Linked DNA regions of Mus musculus: region 2 is linked to region 1. Evidence: chromatin contacts called from public Hi-C data. All regions are on one chromosome and are shown on one strand. The core of a region is the stretch at or near the end of the contact, and the rest is flanking DNA. Distances in the headings are between cores, read along the strand shown. Region 1 holds the start of Tc2n (tandem C2 domains, nuclear). Region 2 overlaps Fbln5 (fibulin 5).

Region 1 (2,986 bases), core at 43-2,542:
ACCAAAGAACACACAAGGTCTGGAACAAGGCTCCAAGTCCATATGTAGCAGACAGGATGCCTTGTTTGACCTCAGTGTGAGAGGATGCTCCTAATCTGGCAGAGACTTGATGTGCCAGGGTGGTGGGGGAGACTCAAAGGGAGCATCCTCTTAAAGGAGAAAGGAAGGGGAGATGGGGGTAGGGACTCAATGAGGGAGGGATTGGGAAGGGGAGCAGCATTTGGGATGTAAATTAAAAAAAAGGGGTGGGTGATACATGGCCTTGTAGTTGACACAGGCAGTAGAAGACACAAAACAACCATAGTGAAGAGACTTGAACTGAATCTGAAAAATTTTAGTTTATGTTATTAATTTACATGCATGGTGTTTTGCCTTCATGTGTAAGTCTGCTCACAGAGGCCAGAAGAGGGTGCTGGATCCCCTGCAACTGGAGTTATAGATAATTGTGAACTTCGAGTCCCGTCTCCTCCCCCCCCCCCCCGGGGGCGCTGGGAATCAAATCCCAGTTGTCTTTAAGAAAACCACTGAAAGGTCTTTTCAGTTTATAATTAAACGTTTTATAAAGCATTAAAAGTCACAAAAAAACCAACTTCTCTGTTTTGAAAAAAGGGTACAGAGACAGCTCCAGCAAAAAGACTGAGTTTTAGGGGAGCCAAATTCAGAGTTCATCAGGCCAGTAGCTTTCCCTCTTTCCTTCTCCTTTTGTTTCACTCAGCACACTTCAAGTTCTGCCTGGTTGGGTTTGGTCTTTCAGGAGTGAGGATGCCCCAGGTCTTCAAGCTAGGTCCTGCTTAGAAACCAAGACAGCTGGAGCACTATTGTTCTAGGTGCTGAAAGTCCCACTCTGAGGGGCGGAGCGGACGCGAGGAGGGGCGGGGCTGTCCTGGGAGGCGGGAATTCTGAGGTGGTGGGGAAGGGTACCTGTTTGAGTGAGTGAGTGAGTGAGTGAGTGAGTGAGTGAGTGAGTGAGTGAATGAGTGTGTGTGTGTGTGTGTGTGTGTGTGTGTGTGCGCGCTTGCTTGCTTGCTTGCTTGTGTGTTTTCTCCGTAGGGCAGGGAAGCATGAGAGGAGGGGGAGTAGCAACTTAAGAGCGTTGACCCGGCTTCCCCAAGGAGGGCCGGGGCTGTCCTGGAGACCGGTACCTCTGGGGTGGAGGAGGGGCACCTGACGGGGTGAGGGGCGTGGTGAGGTTTTGTTGGTCCTGAGCGAGCCGGGGCCCACAGGGCCGTGAGGGGCGGGGAAAGGGGCGTGGCCGCGTGAGGTGCTGGGAGGAGCTGAGCGCTGCTGTGTCAGTTACAGGTAGGCAGCCGGAGCGGTGGGACTCCTCCTTGGCGGTGGGTGCCGCGAGGGCGCCCGCCCCTCGAGAGCCCTGAGTGAAGGCGCCGGGAGGAGCGCCAGACCGCGGCGACGCAGGTGTGTCTCTCGCTCCGGGCGGGCTTCTGGGGGCTGTGGGGCGCGTGCGAGAGCGGCCTCTGCCCGCGGGCTTCTGGCCGAGGTGCAACGCAGCCGGGTGCTTTCAGTCTCTGAGACTCTTTAGCGTCCGTCCGTCCGTCCAGGCTCGCGGTGGCGTAGGTGCGCCGGCTGTTCCCGAGAGCCCATCGGACGCCTGCGGTGCGGAGGCCGGTTCCCTCCGCGAGGCTGGGCGGGTGGCCTCAGTGAGACGCCGGACCGCGGCCGCCCTGGCGCCGACCCGAGCCTGCCCCTGTCCGCTCGGGTTCGCGAGCCTCAGGTGCGCTCCGGTCTGTGAGAGGCGAGCGAGGCAGCAGCCTCGGGACTTTACCTGCGAAGCTTTGGAGCTGCGAAAGGGTGTCAAGTGCCAGTTTCCCATTTCTTTTTGCACTTCTCAATATGGTTTCTACCTCATATGTGCTTTTTCTTTCTCTCTCACGCTCTACTATGATTTTCCTTCAATATAGGGAGATAGAATAGTTAAGTTGTGGGATAGATACCAAACCAAACATTTGTTTAGAATATTTTAAAGGAAGGATATTTTAAAGGAAGAATATTTTAAAGGAAGAGCATATAGTTTTTGCTTTTGTAATTAAAATATTTTTTGGTAGGCAACCGGTAGAGTTGTATCTTCCCTTTTACCGTAACAGAATCTACAGCAACCCCCATTTTTTCCTACATGTTTAATATTCAACTTGATTAAAACCATTTCTAGAAGGAAGTTAATAGTATTTGGGTCTGAGATTCGAGGGCATTTGTTTTTTTATCATTCCCTTTGTAATTGTTTTTCAGTACAGATTGCTAGTGAACATTTTGCCCTTATAACTAGGAGAGAGTACTTTTTTATCCTTCACAAAAATTTAACTAGGTCTTGAACTTTGGTTCATTTGAATTATAATTATTCACGAATAGAACTTATTGATGAAGAAATTAACTCAGGTTGAGAGAAAACAAGTTAAGGTTCCTTTAGGACATCTGGCAGTGTTGTCTAGCTGGCAGCAAGATTTATCGGTAATAGGTTTTTCTGAAGCTAGACTCAGAAATTGTGTAAGGGTATAAAAGACCGTTTAAGTAGGTACAGAATCAGAAGAGAGAAAGACCACAGAAATTATGAATATTTTAAGTGATGGGTACAGGCAACCAAGGAGACTGAAGAGGCTTTGAGAAAAAAGAGAAATTCTAGAAGACAGTGGAAATAGGAATCAGGAGAGGAGAGTTTTAATGAAGTGTTCAAGTGACATGAGTCAAATGGATTAGGAAATAAAGTACCTATTGACTTTAGTAACTAGTGGAGAGGGTCTTTGCTTTCAGCATACGTAATTTGAGTCAAATAGTAAGGGCAGAAGCCAAACTTGAATTAATTTGAGTTGTAAATAGAGGATAAAGAAGTAGAAAATAGTGAGTGTAGAATCTATATTTTGAGAAAAATTAGGAACAGTGACAACAATGGCTATTAGAAGGGAGTTTATTGTGAAATTGGAAAGAATATAAAGACCATAGAATAGCTTTTTGTTAAAATCCATTTTCTTCTCTCAAA
Region 2 (2,854 bases), core at 312-2,811, 49 kb before region 1:
CTCCCATCACCACATTCATAGATCTTACTGTAGGACTGATTGCCCAGCTCATGCTGATGGCCCAGTATCCTGTTCCTGCCATCTGGACATAGCCATTGTTAATAGAGCTGGCAGACAGTTCATCAGAGCGCTCCTGCTGATTCTTTACATGCTAAGCTAACTTGTTCACGCCCAGGGTACTGGAAGGACTGTAGAGAATCATAGTATTGAACCTTATTATTGCATAAGTCTTAGTTAAGCCTGAATTGGGTAGGTTCTGAGAAGCCATCTTGTGCTTCTCCCTATCAAATATCCCTATCAAAGCAGAAAAAATTTGCCACAAATTTCAGGATAGGTTCAGTTGTTCATGCGACAGAGATTGTTTGGGGAAGTAGAAGGTTACAAGGAAGCTGAGCACTGTGGTCCAGTGGGTTCATCATTCCTGAAATTTACTAGGTTCTGTTGTTTAAGCATCCATCTTCTTTCTGGCCCCATCCTAGAAGAGGAAGACAATGATACTAGGTTGATGGCGGCCTCAAGGAAGAGTCCTGTCTTACCTTGCCTGAATTTGTTTCTAGATATTGATGAATGTCGCTATGGTTACTGCCAGCAGCTCTGTGCAAATGTTCCAGGATCCTATTCCTGTACATGCAACCCTGGTTTCACCCTCAACGACGATGGAAGGTCTTGCCAAGGTATGCCATGTGCACAATAACTTGGACACAGAATGAAACACTAGATACAGTGTCCCAGCAAATGTGGGCTGTTTCCAGATCTCTGGTCTGTATCAGGAGTACCTATTGCTCAGCACAGGCAAGGGAGGGTTACCTTTCATGACCCCCTCAGAAGGCTCCACAAAGCAGATTAAAGCAAAGGTACTTGTTGATTTTCGCACAATCACTTCCAACATGGGTCAGTAAGAAAAGCAATGTTTGTCTGTCATGGTTCCTATTGGAAAGCTGCTGCTCTGGAAGTCAATGAAGGCCTTAAGACCCCAAAACTAATATAAGTCATGACCTGCTCTGAGTTCTACCTCTAGCTCCGGCCTCCAGTCCCGAGCACTGGTCTGGTCTGGATGGAGACTCAGGATGAGGCCTTTATTGCAGTCTGCCACCGGGTTTCACAGGCCCATTTCCTTGTCACACTATTTGAGTGAGTTCTGGCGTGCAGGCCTTTGGCCAGCTACTTAGAGGATATTATGTCTCCATTAGTTTAATCATATCTAAATCACTGGGTAAACAGGAAGGCTTCAGCCTTCCAGGGTTTGATCCTGAATTCTTTATGAGGCTCCTCTAAAGCTGGTCCTGCTAATTGTTCCAAGAAGCCCCTGCCTGGGCTCCTTTTGCAAGGAGTGGTCATTTTTTTTTCCTTTTTTGTCTGAGAGCAGAGCTGGGCAGGAGTTTGAGGAAATAAATAAAACAGGGCCCTTCCTTCCCACTGGAGTAGGGAGCAGGCGTCTGGCTCCCTCGCTGTTGTGATAAGCTGCTTAGGGCTGACGACAAGTTCTTGGGGCCAAGGCTGAGGTTAGAGGTGCCAGCCCAGGTTTTCCCTCAGAGGCTGGCACGGTATACTCGGGCAGCATGGCCACACCTGGGCACTTGGCCACCAGGATATTGCATCAGAAGGGCCCACAGGTCACACAGGCTGTTACAGATCCTGTCAAGCTTTTGCAATCATTCCACCTCACATCTCCTCAAAGGGCTTATGTCCTGCAAACCTCACTGGCCCCATCAATAGTCTTATAGACAGGAGTGTTTGTGGTCATGATCCACAGATAAAGAAACCAACTCTCACAAAGGTGAAGCCACTTGGTCAGAGTCAGGTGGCTTGATTGTGGCAGAGTTGAGAGGAAGGCCAAGGGCTCAGTGAATCAGTTGGGGAACCTTGCCCTCAGGATTCAGGCTGCTGGCCAGTAACCCCCGTGAATCCTCTGCTCTCCACCCCTCTAGCTCTGGCCATAGCTCATGCAACCATGCCTGGCATTTTACACAGTGCTGGAGATCTGAACTCAGTTCCTCATGCTAACACAACAAGCGCTTTTCAGACCGAGCTGTTGCCTCAGGTCCAGGCCCTTGGGATTCAGAAGTAACCACTGGAAAATCTGGCAGAGAGAGGCCGTGAGGGTGCAAGGGGTTTAACCCTTTCTGTTCTATCAAAAGTAGTTTTGAGCGATAGAAGCAGCATTGAGCTCATTTTTCACCAATTGGCAAATGTCTGGCCAGAAACTGAGGACACCAGCCCCAAAGTGCAGCAACATTGGCCTATCTAAACTGGTATGTGGCTTAGTGCACTAGGGACATACTCCTGCCCAGTCCCGCCCCTGTCTGGATGGAGAAATGCCCAGTCTCTCATGAGTGCTGGGTGCGTGGGCACCAGAGCAGCCCGGTATCTCACCAGACCCTTCCTACATGGCTGTTCATTTGTTTGTTTTTCCTCTTAGGGCTCCAGAGTTGGCAGGAAGCAGGCACTTTGTGGGCATGGAATTAGCCTTCCCCTATATGAGGCCCCTCAAAAGCTGCTTACCACAAAGGCCTTTACTTCTGAGAACATTCAAAGCTCTTTTCAGAGCCTTAAGAGGCTTAACTGGACTTGTGAAGTGGAGAAAAAGTCTCTTAACTAGAACTGCCACCAGAGGCATGTGACATGTGGGAGGGGGTACTTGCCAAGGGTCAGTTGATGCCAGCATCAGAAAGATCTCCTTCCCTCTGTCCCCTACCTCAATGAACTATACAAAATGAGTCCTGTGGATTTTGAAGGGATTCCTAACTCATGCTGTAGTTCTCACCAGGCCCTTGTTGGCATGTGAATTGGGGGCAAGTCTCTTAATGTTCAGAAGTATGAAAATAGCTCTGCTGATGTGTAATTGATACACAGT

Evidence for each region. Hi-C and Micro-C count contacts between places; a contact is called where the count stands out from the background.
Region 2: a Hi-C map of uterus shows a contact between it and region 1, with 2.3 times the contacts expected there. The contact joins the enhancer-like site here to the promoter of Tc2n in region 1. A contact is called at or near these places in 1 of 39 promoter capture datasets (liver), 5 of 484 Hi-C or Micro-C datasets (liver, olfactory sensory neurons and uterus), 2 of 115 datasets of contacts at active chromatin or transcription factors (embryonic stem cells and kidney) and 3 of 9 other capture datasets (adipose tissue, liver and pancreatic islet).

The regions. Positions count from the first base shown.
Region 1 is chr12:101,716,829-101,719,814 of GRCm38.p6, reverse strand. It overlaps Tc2n (tandem C2 domains, nuclear), which reads left to right and starts at 1,292. Exons shown (of 12, transcript NM_001082976.2): 1 at 1,292-1,413.
Region 2 is chr12:101,766,213-101,769,066 of GRCm38.p6, reverse strand. It overlaps Fbln5 (fibulin 5), which reads left to right. Exons shown (of 11, transcript NM_011812.4): 6 at 558-674. Among named protein-coding and RNA genes, the nearest start is that of Tc2n, 49 kb to the right of the region's middle. Within about 2 kb of position 1,561, at least 62 of the 459 cell types and tissues checked have an H3K27ac peak or open chromatin away from gene starts, as enhancers often do. A contact at or near this core is called in adipose tissue, liver and uterus, where this site is marked.